Linked DNA regions of Mus musculus: region 2 is linked to region 1. The links are chromatin contacts, called in public promoter capture Hi-C maps. All regions are on one chromosome and are shown on one strand. The core of a region is the stretch at or near the end of the contact, and the rest is flanking DNA. Distances in the headings are between cores, read along the strand shown.

Evidence for each region. Promoter capture Hi-C pulls out the DNA fragments that hold promoters and counts their contacts.
Region 2: a contact with region 1 is called in a promoter capture Hi-C map of pre-B cells. The contact joins the promoter of Pphln1 here to the promoter of C230037L18Rik in region 1. A contact is called at or near these places in 1 of 39 promoter capture datasets (pre-B cells) and 1 of 484 Hi-C or Micro-C datasets (B cells).

The regions. Positions count from the first base shown.
Region 1 is chr15:89,472,678-89,479,868 of GRCm38.p6, forward strand. C230037L18Rik (RIKEN cDNA C230037L18 gene) reads left to right here and starts at 3,575. Exons shown (of 5, transcript NR_077233.1): 1 at 3,575-3,608; 2 at 4,582-4,742; 3 at 4,865-4,970; 4 at 5,193-5,332. It overlaps Arsa (arylsulfatase A), which reads right to left and starts at 4,747. Exons shown (of 9, transcript NM_009713.4): 1 at 4,473-4,747; 2 at 2,831-3,978; 3 at 2,445-2,685; 4 at 2,110-2,328; 5 at 1,863-2,032; 6 at 1,551-1,675; 7 at 1,330-1,457; 8 at 992-1,094; 9 at 1-880. The coding sequence starts at 3,045. The coding sequence ends at 561.
Region 2 is chr15:93,394,058-93,401,184 of GRCm38.p6, forward strand. It overlaps Pphln1 (periphilin 1), which reads left to right and starts at 4,293. Exons shown (of 9, transcript NM_175363.4): 1 at 4,293-4,404. It overlaps Zcrb1 (zinc finger CCHC-type and RNA binding motif 1), which reads right to left and starts at 4,277. Exons shown (of 8, transcript NM_026025.3): 1 at 4,106-4,277; 2 at 3,113-3,198; 3 at 1,530-1,558. The coding sequence starts at 3,196.

The DNA of each region.
Region 1 (7,191 bases), core at 2,325-4,824:
TCACCTAACTCCAGACAGCTGATTTCTTTAAAGAACCAAGCTGACCAGTTCCAGGGCCTCTGGCATTGCTTCTTGAGGAAAGCCTGTCTTCCAGGTGCTTTGCATCTTTAGGGTTCCTCTGCCCTCACCACTCCCCCCACCCCCAGTTCCTGGCACTTGAACTCATTACCGGTTTCTGTGAAGGGACATGTCTTCGCTTCAGCGGTGTGTCCATGGACACACGCAGATCACCAGGGTGGGACAAATTTTAAACCCAGGGTGCCTGGGTTCAAATCCTAGCTCAAGCTCTTTCTGGTAAGGTGGCATCGGACTTGGAAAGGTCCACGAGATTCCCTATGCGTCAATGTCCTTGTCTTGTAGCACAGCAGAATAGTACTGACCTCAGAGTTACCACAAGGACTAGATGAATTAGCACGTCTCAAGTCTCAGCTGGTGTTATTACATTACCAGATACAAACTACACACTTGTCCCTGTCCCTCTGGTGAACCATCACACACTCAGGACAGGGCTAGGGGTCCTGGGCTACCCTTGAAGGACCCCCGTGATTTCTCCAGTCCCCTCAGGACTGGGAGCCTGGGCAGTGGCAGCAGACAGGGTGGGGAGTGCAGCTCGGCTGACAGCAGATCTGTAGGGCAGGGTCCTCGCCCTTGGCTATCTGGCTGGGGCCAAAGGTCATGGCTGCATCGTACTGGGCCTTGAGGAGTTGGATGTGTTTCAAAGCCTGGAGGGCTTCTGGGGAGACCCCCTCTATACTTTCCAAAACATTGTAGTTCTCCCCAGGGTCCTGAGATAAGTCGTAGAGCAGTGGGGGCTCATGAGCCGTCAGACGGTTGGCAGCATGACAGGCAGGATCTGAAGTGGTGTCACTGTGGGCGGAGCCTGGGGATGGGGGGGGTGTCAGCTTTTTACATAAGGAGGGGCAGAGGACAGAGCAGCTGGGGGTCAGCAAGCCGGGCTAGGGAGGGGAAGCCAGGAAGGGAAGCAGGGTACCCTGGGTGAAGAAATGAGCCTTGTATTTCCCATTCCGAACAGCAAAGACCCCATGGATCTCGTCTGGGTAGGGCGGGTAGAAGAAGACAGACTTCCGTGGGCTCTGAGGGAAAAGTCAGGATGACAGGATAGGAGAGATCTCTAAAAGCTCTTGTGTATCGCCCTGTTATGGGACCCCCACCCCCACTCCCCGCTTTGGCCCACCCAGGATCCTGAGAGGTGATACTCAGGGGCCACTCATCAAAGGAGACATGAGGCATGTACTCTCCGGCACTGCCCAGTTTCATACCTAAAGGAGGACCAGCATGGGGATGGTGTCAAGGGATGACTGGCCCTACCTTGCCTGTGCCTAGCAGCAAGGGGCTGATGTCAACACCATCCAAGGTGACGTTGGGCAGCGGAGCCCCGGTCAGGGCTGCCAGGGTGGGCAGCAGGTCCAGAGAGCTGGCCAGCTCATGGGTTACACCTGTGGACAGATGGCTGTTCGGCCACTCCATTCACCATCGAGGCTAGGGAGATGGGGGCCATGGGTCTACACAAAGAGGGCTAGGGGACTGACCAGGAGTAATGTGACCTGGCCAGTAGACCAAGGCAGGCTCTCGGACGCCACCTTCAAAAGTTGTTCCTTTTCCACATCTCAAGAGGCCAGAGCAGCCGCCATTGGACATGCGCATCAACTCAGGACTGGGACACACAAGGAAGTCATCAGTAACAAGAGGCTAAGGACCCTGCCCCACTGCTGGTTATGGATCACCATAACGTGCCTAGCACCTCTCGAGTCTTTTATACAGTCAACAAACAGCTAGGGTGGAAGTTACCCTAGAGTCCTGGCCTGTGATAGAGCAACGAGTATCCCTTGCTTGGCTCGTACCCGTTATCTGCAGTGAAGATGACTAGTGTCTCTTCCAGCAGACCGAGGTCCCCCACAGTTGTCATCAAGGCCCCTACAGCTCCATCCAGCTCCATCAAGGAGTCCCCAAATGGCCCACGGCCTGAGCGCTTGGTGAAGCTTTGTCCACTGAACTGAGGGTAGTGAGTGTGCTGGGGGCAGAGACTGGAGTCAGCACTGGCTGGGTACAGGTCTTGGGCAGTCAGGGGGCGGGGCCAGGGTCACTCACGTGGGAAGCGTAGTACAGGAAGAACGGTCGGCCCTGGCGCTGGGCATCAGCCATGAGGTCTCGGGAGAAAGACACATACCGGGCCTCCAGTCCAGGCAGCCAAGGGGGCTGGGCCTCCACTGTCAGGTTGGCCAGTAGTGGGATGGGAACAAGGCCTTGGTCACAGCCACCTTTGCAGGGGATGTCTGGTGGGAAGCACGTTAGGTTCTGACAGGGACCCTGGGGAGAGCAGAGAGCGGTTAGTGTGAGGGAGGACTGGCTACGGGTTAGGGTACAGTTGGTATGCGGGCTTGGGTGTGTGTTGGGGGGCAGCAGAGGGTCCGGCTGGTTTGTACCTGGTCATGGGAATATGGGATGCCCAGGAATCGGTGGAAGCCCTGATGCGGGGGCAGGAAGGCCCCCTCTGGCCCCACTCCAAGATGCCACTTGCCAGCCATCCCTGTAAGGTAGCCTCGAGCAGCCAGGACTTCGGCTAAAGTCACCTCCTCCAAGGGCAAGCCCCCTTGGGAACTGGGCCCCAGAACTCCAGGGTACATGCCTGATCGAACTGGGAGCCGGCCAGTCAGGAGGGCGGCCCTGTAGTACAAACCACAGAATCCATTATCTGCGAGTCCCACAGAGATGAACCCAGAGAGAAGAGGGAGAATGGTGGACATACCCACAGAGAGACAGAAATGGGATGAGCCAGGGGAGAGGGGAGGGGCAAAGGTCCCTCACTCACCGAGATGGCGTGCACAGAGACACAGGCACATAGAAATCTGTGAACCGTAGTCCACCTTCAGCCAACTGATCCAGGTTAGGGGTGGTAGAACTGGGGTGCCCATAGGAGCCGAGGTCCCCATAGCCCAGGTCATCCGCAAAGATCAGCAGGATGTTAGGTGGGCTGGCAGTGCTCAGGCCTGCAGCCAATGCCAAAAAGAGGGTCCCCAGGGCCATGACAGAGATACAGATGGGCCTGTGTCCTCAGTCCCTTGGTAGGGAAGGCAGAGCGATTCCAGCAGGCTCGTTCCTTGAGCGCCCAGGCCAGCCCCTACCTGAGGCCCCAGTCCCGAGCCCTCCTCCTCCCCTGAGCCGCCAGACCCAAATAATCCTTCTGTCTGTAGGTCCACTCTCTGAAGCTCCAGCGAATCTGTCAGAACTCGGAAGGGGGTGGCCTGGGGTGTAACTCCACAGAGCCCCTAAAGGACCAGGGCTTCATTAACGTCACGAGCGGGGATCTGACCCTGTTCACCCAGAGGTGCCAGCACAGGCTTGGGATCAGGAGCAGAAGTCACTTCACATTGACCCGGGAGGCTCCAGCGCCATGGGACAAGGGCGGTTCGAAATTGAGGAGGAACTGGTGGTAGACAGCGTCGATCTCAGGCAGTCTCGGATACGCCCGCGGTCACGTGACAATTGGCTGACCCAGAAGGGGCGGGCTCTGGGACTGGGCGGTACAGAGTCGGGGCTAGGTGGAGCTGGGACCGGGCGAGGCGGAGCTGGGGAGCCGAGCCAAGCGGGTTTGTGTGCCTATGGGAACCTTCCGGGTGGGGCTGCTGCGGACCTGGGACCGGGGCGGGATAGGGTGAGGCTGGAGATTGCTCGCGTGCTCCCGATCCTTATCTGCGCCGGTTGGGGTGTCCCGTGCTGGGCTTGGTAACCTTACGTTCTTTGCTCCTGCGCGCTAGGCTCAGGACTGCCTAGCAGTGCAGCACTACAGCTATCTGGCTCTCCTGCTGTGTCGCTCTTAAATGCGTGTCTGGAGTTCCTCTGGCGAATGGTGGGCTGTTTGTCTCATTTCCTCTGATGAGATACTTGAGGGATCCTTGTTGAAAAAACATCAGCATCCCCCTTCTGACTGAGCAAAGAGGCAAAAACCATGGAGTCTGACTGCAACAAACCAGGAAGACAAATCTGATTGGCTGCTGGCTTTTTGCTCACAACCACCTTTGGTGAATTTTGTGAAACACAATGTATCAAATTATTTAAAAAAATCCTTTCCCTTCTACACGCGTAACTGGTGTTTAAGGTTGAGTGTGTGTGTGTGTGTGTGTGTGTGTGTGTGTGTGTGTGTATCTGTGGTGTTAGAGCTGGGATGTGTGTCTGTGAGTCTGGTGTTTGAGAAGGGTTGCTGGGTTCCTGTGTGGTATAGCTTAGGGCACATTAGTATTGAACTAATGGGAAGACAACATGACTTGTTTCTAACTCTTCATTTATACATTATTGAATATAACCTTTTTTTCTTATCAGTTTTAACTGTTAAGGGAGACTAACAGATATATCCCTCAGAGGGTGGAAGGGTGGGTTCTTAGTGTACTTTAACATCTAAAGGTCCCTGTGGTAACTGGACTTCCCAGATCTCCCCGCCCCCAAAAGCCCCTGACCTGAGTCACTTTTCCGGAGCAAGTCTCTTCCAGGGTATTTCCTTGCAGGTGGCTGTTCCTAGGGAAGTCATTTGTCCAGATTCTTGGCTTTGATTCCTCTCCAAGACAGAGTGGCACTCTAAGACCTCTGGCGTCAAGATGGTCACGACCTGCGCACCCAGGAAGGAAGACGCTGGAGCCAGGGGGGAGATAAACAGGGTTCTGGAAGGGCCTCCCGACTACAGTAGCGGATCAGACTCAGGATCACCCAGTGGTCTAACACAGGCTCAGGTCAGGAGCAGACAACACGTGACACTGAGTTGAAGGTGCCCTCTGGCAAGCAGAATGAGGGTGGTTCAGAATGACGAGTAAACTGGTCATTGATTTATTGATTTTTTTTTTTTTCACTGAAGCCTGGCTCTCTGGGCATCTGGAATTCTCCCGATGAAATCTGCAAGAAACTGCAGGAGGAAAGTTCGAAACTGCAGAGACCCCAGAGATGGCACAGGAAGGAGCTGGGTCTGACTGAGGCTACTGCACACCTCATGTGAAGTGGGGGGTGGCTGGGGGCGGGGGGGGGGGAGCAATCTTCAGTTAGTGGCTCTCTTAGTGTCACATTCCAGCACGGTTTCTGGACTTGTGCACGGGTGGGGGTTGCCGGTAGTCCTTCTATTTAGAGTCAGGACAGAAAGCTCTTCTGTGGCCCAGAAATCTTTGAAACTGTATTTGGATCTCTCCCAGCTGGTGGCCACTGTGAATTGTAATTTGAAAGGAATCAACCAGAAGCACTTTCTTTCCGTTGCTAGCTGGGGAACTACCCCAGGACCTGCGCATTATTCTCTGGAGAGCCCGAGTGGGGTTGCGATGTTATGCAAATCGAGGTACGTTTCCCCTGGGTTCTTGGGGGACTCAGGTGTGTGTACACGTGAAGGTTGCTTGGGCTCAGCTCTGACCTAGAGCTGTGGAAAACTTGGAAAGAGGTATCTGCCTGCCGCCAGCTCTGTTCAAAGCTGAGCACTGAAGGCCAACCTGTCTTTAGAGATGTGAACTCTCTCCCACCCCCACCCCCCCTTTTTTTTCCCACAGAGCCCCAATTGGAAGTAGCCTGCTAGGGTTGGTTCAGGAAGTGGCTTCAGATGATGCCTGGGGCCTTGCTAATTTTGGACAAACACCCACAGTTGAGAAAGGAGCCTTGCCTTGGGAGGCAGGTCTCTTATTTCTGTACCTTGCTTGCAAAGGGATAGGAGAGGCCTCTGCATGGGGGTAAGATGGGGTGATTGAGTTGCAACAGTGGCCTGAGTAGAGTACTGTGGCTGTTCTTGCATCAGTTTATGTGGGGACCTAGGACGTATCAGGCCTCCACCTTCCCTACCCTACTGCCTCTCATCATGGTTATGTATAGGCGTTGAGATGTACAGTGCTGATCAGGACCAACAGGGTAGTTCTAACAGAAGAGCAAATATCTTAGGCAAAAACAGACCTGATGGAGTCCTACCTGGTTGACCATGTGGGGTTTGGGGGTCTGCTGAAGGCAAGTTTTCAGTTGAGTTATGATCAGGGGCCAGGCTTTGTCATAATCTCTAAAGGAAGGGGAACCCTGAGACACCCCTTCACACATATGCTCAGAGGAAGAAGAGTTACGGTCAGATGACACAACAATAACCTCTGGTCATCAGCTGACCTGTGAATGACATCTTGCTGGGCAGATAACGAGTTTCCACATGCAAGACCTACTATGATTGTAGTTTATAGCATTATAGGAAAATGAAAATAGGGCTAGAGAGATGGCTCAGTGGTTAACAGCACTGACTGCTCTTCCAGAGGTCCTGAGTTCAAATCCCAGCAACCACGTGGTGTCTCACAACTGTCCATAATGAAATCTGATGCCCTTTTCTGATGTGTCTGAAGACAGTTACAGTGTACTTACTTATAATAGTAATAATAATAATAATAATAATAATAATGTCTTTAAAAAAAGAAAAATGAAAATAATTGTAAGCATTTTATTAGGAGTGCTGGTTCTTCTACAACAAAGTTCTTTCCCAGTGCTTTCAAAGAACTAAAGGGCTGGCAAGGTGGCTCAGCCGATAAGAGCACTCTTCCGAAGGTCCTGAGTTCAAATCCCAGCAACCACATGGTGGCTCACAAACCACCCGTAATGAGATCTGACGCCCTCTTCTGGTGTGTCTGAAGACAGCTACAGTGTACTTAGGTATAATAATAAATAAATCTTAAAAAGAACTAAAAAAGGCATTCTGTTCCCTCCGCCAGGCTCCACAGTAACTTCGATGAACATTAGACCTGGTAGTAATGGCAGCCGCGGACCACCGCGGAGAATCAGTGTAGCTGTAATGAGGGCGAGTTGAGATACAGCTACTGTTGCATGCCATTACAAATTCAAGATCCCGAGAAATGCAGAGGCTGTGAGCTGAAGCAGGAACGGATCAATAACCAGGTCTTTCTTTCTGAATAGGGAAGGAGCCACTTAAAGTGAGTCTGGGGAAAGAAGACTTAAACATCAGAATAACTCTACCATTTTACAAGTCGTATTGAACAAAGTCTCAAAGGATAGACACTGGAAATAGTTGGTCCAGAATCAGACAGTGATCATTCAGTGGTCATAGATTTTGGTGATTGGAATGGTTGGAAGGACTGTTTCTATTTGGCAATTAAAGCCAGGGTTCAAGAAATCTGTGGGATGATAGTGTAACATTAGAAGTTCCTTGGTTTAGCAGAGAAA
Region 2 (7,127 bases), core at 3,043-5,542, 3.9 Mb after region 1:
GTAAATTTTTTGGACATAGAGGTTTGCTAAAGGGGCTGTGACCTATAGGTTGAGAATCTCTGCATTAGATACTTTGTTTTTATTACTAAGGTAAAAAAAAAAACTCTAAACCTAGCTACATGTGTTCTTGTTAACTTTAAAACCACTACCTCTGGACTCCAGCATTGAGTACTGTGAATGTTACAGAAAGAAGACAGAAGCATAAGCACCCGCAGGGAAAGCTCAGTCTGCTGATGGACACTCTGTAAACCAGTTACACGGGTCTGTCCTTAGAGAGCTCTTCTCTGGGGGAAAAATCACAGCAAGAACTTAAAGAAGGGCTGGAGAGATGGCTCAGTGGTTAAGAGCACTGGTCGCTCTTCCAGAGGTCCTGAGTTCAATTCCCAGCAACCACATGGTGGCTCACAACCATCTGTAATGGGATCCAATGCACTCTTCTAGTGTTGTGTCTGAAGACAGTGACAGTGTACTCACATACATAAAATAAATAAATAAATCTTAAAAAAAAAAAAGACCTTAAAGAAAACAAACCCATGACACCCTCCATTCTACTGGCATGCAAAAAGACAGAGTGGCACTGTGTTCAGATGCAGGGCGTGAAGGGCTCACTTATGCTACTCCTCTGAGTAGACACTATCCCAAGAACCGTAGACCATCCTGACACAGACTTCCTGTGCATCCAGTCCTTATGTATACCTAGCAAAATCCACTTGGCTCCCAAATGGTCTCTCAAGGATCAAAAGCCTTTCTATCTGACTGTCCTGTTCTAAGTTTCTTCCCTGGTGCAGTTACAGATTTCAGTCTAGCCACGTCAATTTGCTCTCATCTCAATTGGCCGAGAATAACATGAAATTGGTACACAGCATAGGGAGTTATCTGGAGCTAATGAAGACTGTAGCACAGTCTGACAGATTCGATTAGTCCTGAAGATGCGCCCCAAGGATTTTTAACACGGTGCTGTAGCTACTGCTTTAAAACCACAAATGGGCTTGAAATCACAGAGCTTCTTAGTCAGGAGTTACGACTGGGTTCACTGTCAGTCTCTCCGTAGTTTGGGGGATAGCTCATTATACACATGTCAACGGAGGTTAAGAACAGTTCAAGGGCTAACATACCAGGTGGCAAACAGGTGGCATGTCTACAGCCAGATCAGAGGTTTGGCTACAGATATTCTTTGACACGGCTTGGCAGCACTATGAGCACCAAGATAATGTCCCTCAGGTAAGACTGTCCCCCTAGACATTTCCCAGTAAGCTTGACACCACACAAGAACTAGCTCTGAAAACCTTCAGGGGCTTAATAGGTAGTTTAGAGATTAAGAGTATGGCTAGTATGTCTCAGGCTCTGAGACTGTTTCTCAGCACTGTAAAAGCAATACTATTAAACTAGTAAATCCTTATAGTACACGGTCACTTATGATTTGAAAACTGTCAAATGTTTATGTACATGGGAAAATAACTGAACTATATGTAAAAATGTTAACAATAGAATCTTTATTCAACCAAGTATTTTGTAATGTGAATACTTACTTTACAACTTTGCCATACTTGGAAAATATCTGAAATAAAAGATCACAGAATAATTATAATTTAAAATGTCACCAAATTAAATACTCAGATTGTATTTACTGACCAGATTCTTTGTTATATTTTATGAAACACTCCAGCCATTAGCAGCCTATACAACCGACTTTCTAACAAATATCGCTATACCTGGGGGACTGAGGAGGAGGACCACGACACAGGGCAACACAGCAAGACACTGATTCACCAAGCCAAAGAAACATTTTCTAAGTGACTAGAATAATACAGTTACTGGAGTTACAAGCTTCAGTTCCTAACTCCCTCCAGGGAGTAGATGGGGGTGGGGGACCACTCAGCATGTCTAGATCCATGGCCTATACACTAGGCAGCAGCTGGACTTCTGATCCAATGGATCTGTGGGGCCAACAAACCCACCATAGCTCCAGCTGGTCCTGTCCTTTTATTATCAGTGTTGTCAAATAAAACCATACCAGTGAGTTACACAATCTGCCATCTGAGGACAGACAGAACTCTCACTGCAGATAATACTTTCCTATAATGAAAAAAAAAGCTTCCTGTAATGAAAAACCCATCTGCAGCCAGCAGTGATGGTCTATGGCTGCAATCCTGGTTTTCAGAAGAGCAAAGCAAGAAGGTTTGAGACGAGCCCAGGCTACAAAACAAGACTTGATGCCAAAGATCAAAAACAAAGCAAAGATCCTTCTACTTCTATCGGTGGGTGCAGAACTCTTCCATCCTTACTTAGTATTCTGGCCTCGTCTTCCTTTTACTTCTACATATAGTTGCCCATATATTGCCCAGATCTATATTCTATAGATATATACATATCTATATGCTTATAATTCTGACTAATTATTTAATACACAGAAATAACACCCTCCCCCAAAGGCTTTTAGAAGATCCCATCATATGCAGTCTAATATTGAAATTGTGGGCCAGACATTTAGCAACATTGGATTCCGAGGTCCAGCAGTTTCCTATGGGATTATAGCTTTCTAACGGGTTCTCCATTGATTCCTTAGTTCATGTGGTACTAGGGAATCAACACAGGGTTTTGTGCACGCAAGACAAGCATCCTACCAACTATACTTCACCTCCAGCCCCCAGGTATGTTTTAAATAAGGTTATTTCTTATCATTCAGTCTAAAATCTCACCTCCAAGCCTAATTCAGTATCTCTTTTCTCTTTCGTGAGATGGGGTCTAAATTGTCCAAGCTGATCTTCCTACCTCAGCTTCCCCTGTGCTGGGGTTACAGGTGTGTGATAACTACTCTAGGCAAGTGTTCCACCACTCAAGTACAGGCGGCAGAGGAAGGCAGATCTCTGAGTTCTATGATAGCCTGTTCTACAGAGTGAGTTCTAGGCCAGTCAGGCACAGAGAAACCCTGCCTCGAAAAAACACACAAACAACAAATTCTCTTTGGGAAATTAAAACAAAATTGAAAAATTTCCCACTAAAATTTGCAGAAGATATCAACTAAAAATTTTCCCAGGGAGCAGTATTTTTGCTTAAGCTTCAGATTGTCTCTAAAGAAAGAATCCATTAGTTAGATGTACATACAACTTACCCGGTATAAATCATTGTTTGTTAGGGAGAAAGGCAAGTTGGATACATAAACTGTGCTTTTACTTGGCGCCAAGCCACCGCTCATTTCTAAAACGGAAAAAAAGGAGACATTGGGAATCTTACTCCAAGTAGAACCAAACAAGGACCATCACTGACTTAATTAGGGTAGAATTCCTCAGGCTCCATTCATTTAAAGAGATTAGAGTACCAGTGTGGGTAGGGTGTGAATTACCATATTCCTTTTCTAGCAGCGGGTGTTAAGCCTTTTAGGGCTGCGGTGCGATTGAAGAGGGGTTTTAGAGAGATGGAGAAGCCACAAGGCTATTTTTAACGCCTTCTTAGGGTAAAAGCGGAAAAGATGTTTCCCAAGGATTCGCCCACCTCCGAAAGGGACACCTGTCTACCCCGCCTCTTTTGTTCTTGTTTTTAAAAAAACTCCTGTATCTACGTCTGTATATATGGATTACTGATATAGGTAGGCCATGACGACAGAGACTCGGTTTTGTTAAGCTTGGGGTAGTTTCACATTTTGATAAAGTTCTTTAGATTTTTAAATTTCGTGCACAACCAAATCATGAAATGACACTCTATTACATGGATTACCTACTTTGAATGGGACATTAACCTGTATATTTATCAATGTGCTTAGTAATCAACGTCACTGTTAAAACTCTGCAAATTACAGGTGAAACGATCGCGTCGGTCGGCAGCAAGTGTTAAGAACCCCTATGAATGACAATGGACCCGGCACCCCGGAGGGCGCCCCGCTGGCCCAGTAGGAGGATTATTCAAAAAGCCTTAGCTAGCCAAAACCTGCTTGTCGCGTTTCCAGTTTCTCACTCTGAGAAATGCTAACCCCGGCTGGACGTTCCTGGGGCCGGAGCTGGGGTCAGGGTCGAGGCCGAGGCCGAGGCCGAGGCCGAGGCCGAGGCGGAGGCCGAGGCGGAGGCCCGGGCCGCGGCCGTCTCCTGGGCCCGGCGCCGTGGGAGCTTACCTTCGGCGCAGAGGCGAAGCGGAGAGGATGCGAGCCCGCGGCGGCTTCACCTCCGGCTGCCTTCCGCGGCGCGCAAAAGCGCGGGCGTCCGCGAACGCAGCGCGGTGCAGCGCTCCTTCCGACTCCCCCAAACCCCGACGGCCCCGGGCCGGAGGCTGGCGCGCCGGGCGACGTCACCGCGCGCGCCGGAAGTGCCTTTAGGGCGAGCGGACGTCTGGCTTCGCGGGTTTCACCGGCGGCTGAGGCGGCGGCGACAGAGGCGGCGGCGACAGAGGCGGAGGCTCAGCAGTGGGACGTAGGTGAGCGAGTGGCTCTCCGCAGAGGCGCGAGGGGCGCATGCGGCCGGCGGGCGGGCGGGCGGACGTTTCCTGCGGCGATGGAGATGTGCTTTATTCTGGACTCCTAGTGGAACCTGGAGAGGGACTCAGTGGATGCGGGAGGAAAGCGAAGTGTGGAGGAGAGTGAGACCCAGGTTCCGCTTCTCGGCAGGAGTTTAGTAAGCAAAAGGGGAGTTCTCAGCCAGGCAACTTCAGTGACGCCAGGTCAGTCAGGAAGTCTGGGTTTTTATCTTATTTTTTATTTTTTGGACCTAACCGACTCTGTAATAGGCACTTTGAGAGACGGACAAAAGAGTGCCAAAATAATCCACTTGCTGTTGAGAATGTCAGTGTGGCCGGGGAGACAAAGCCCACGTGGGGACAGTTGGAGTCACACAGTGACCCATTCTTGAGTACTGGCACGGACAGATGTTCAGCTCCATCGTCCCGTTGTTTATTACTATTTTTTCCTTTCTGAAAATATGGAATGGGTACGCACTGATTATTTTTTTGTTTTCCGAGACAGGGTTTCTCTGTGTAGCCCTGGCTGTCCTGGAACTCGCTCTGTAGACCAGGCTGGCCTCGAACTCAGAGATCCCGCCCGCCTCGCCTCCAGAGTGCAGGGATTAAAGGCGTGCACCATCACCGCCCGGCTACACTGATTATTCTTTAAGAGCTCGTCGTTTCTACAGAGAAATCCGAATGCTTATTTTGCCCGGTAGTTTAAACTTAACTTCTACCCACCAGCACGTACAGACCAGGCCTGTAACTACTCCCTGGGAACCTGCGTGTCAGCAGCCCGGAGCCCAGAGCCTGTCGTGGAGCCTGCACAATCAATCCTGACTGAAGCGGAGGGACGAAGTGCAATCCACCCAGGGCGCCGCTGAGTTTTGAGAGGCATTAATTCCTTGGCGTCCACCAAGGGACCACTGGGACTAATTCTCATGGCAAACTTGTGGCCAGCCCAAACTCCCAGGCTTCACATCCCGGTTGTGCTTGGTTATCGCCCACGATGTAAGCCCCTTTGGTCTTCTAATTGTTTGAGCCTTAACTCTCCGCGCTGTTTCGTGCTTCCTCTCGATTTGGGGGTACCACTGCTTCTCCTTCCTTAGTTCACCCTGAGCGCATCGTCTGTGCTCCTGGAATCTTATTTTGTCTGCTTAGCAAACACTTATTAGCCTTGTTTTGAAACTGTCTTGCGTTTTCTGACTCTTTAACAAAGCTGTGGCTTTTGCCTTTAAATTGAACTTTTTTTTTTTCCCCTGACATCTGGGTTTTAAGATTTGGTGTTGCTCCATCTGTATCGAATTGATTGCATTTCCTTGATTTTTTTTTTCTTTCAGTTTTTGTTCTCATTTTTCCTTTTGGTCCTATGATTTCCCTGCCTTCTACCTCTTTCTATTAATATAATCCCCATCCCCTACCCCCCATCCCCCCAAGCAGGGCCTAGAACTGGTGATTCTCTTGTTTTGCCTCAGCCCTCCTACGTTCTGATTACTGGCCTTCCTCGGGCTTAGCCCAGCTCTTATTTTTGAGTAGTCTTTCCCTAAGTTCCCAAAGTTAGGTTCTTCTAAGCCCCCTCCAGCAGGAGCCAATTGCTTCCTGATTGTGTCTTTCATCTTGAATTTAAATTAAACGCTGAGGGTGGGAGTGTTTGTTTTGCTTATCCTTGGAATGCTGCTGCTGTTTGCCGTTTTTAGAGGTTTTAGGTAGTGAGTGAGTGGGTGGCAGGATCCGGTCAGGTCATCAGCTACTTAGGAACAACAAATGGCACATGGGTAGTTTGTGTGGAGTGATTTCAATGTTGCTAGGTCATGCAGTCTATTCAAGAAATAGTTCAAATACAGCCCCCCCCCCCCCCCCGTAAATTGTCTCAAATTAAACAGAGATCTGCCTGCTTCTGTCTCTCAAGTGATTGAAGGTGTGTCCTATACCCACTCAAATACTACTAACCCCCCCCCCCCCCCATCTCAGCCTTTTGTCTGTGTAGCATCTGGCTGTCCTAGAACTCATTTTGTAGACCAGGCTGGCCTGGCCTTAAACTCAGAGATCCAACTGCCTCTGCCTCCCAGGTGTTGAGACTAAAGGTTTATATTATGCCAAACACAAGGTTTATATTTCAGATTTTTAAGTGTTTTTTCAGATAAAAGTCACACGTTGCCTATTAATTACTACTTTTAGATCTTTTAGGTGTTGGGACAGTCTGGTGATGTGTTTTTAGAGAGTAACAGCTTTGTGAACTGAGCCATGGGTATGGATGGAAATTGAAAGAGAATAGGAAGACTTTGGAGAGATCCAGGCTAGCCAGTGTGGGGCTTGAGACACAGGTAATGCTTTTTGCCTGGAATAGGTTAGGTGAGACAATTACCAGAGACTGTGGAGGGTAGAGAAGTCTGAACTTAGGATTTCTACGATTCTTGATTAAGGAAGTCACTCATCACGAATATACACTGGCAACTGCTTGATTCTTTGTATTCTGTGAGATGGAGGGTGAGGCAGGGAAAGCATGCTCATCAGATAAGATTTTAAGTTCTACCGATGTGAAGGTTTGGATTCATAAATATTAAAACACAGGTAAGTGTCTGGCATTGTCTGCTCATATAATTTTATCACATGCAATGGACAGTCAAACTTCCTCAGTATGTAGTACAATACATTGGGGATCATAAAAGAAACAATTTAAGCATGTTGTTGACATGAAAATA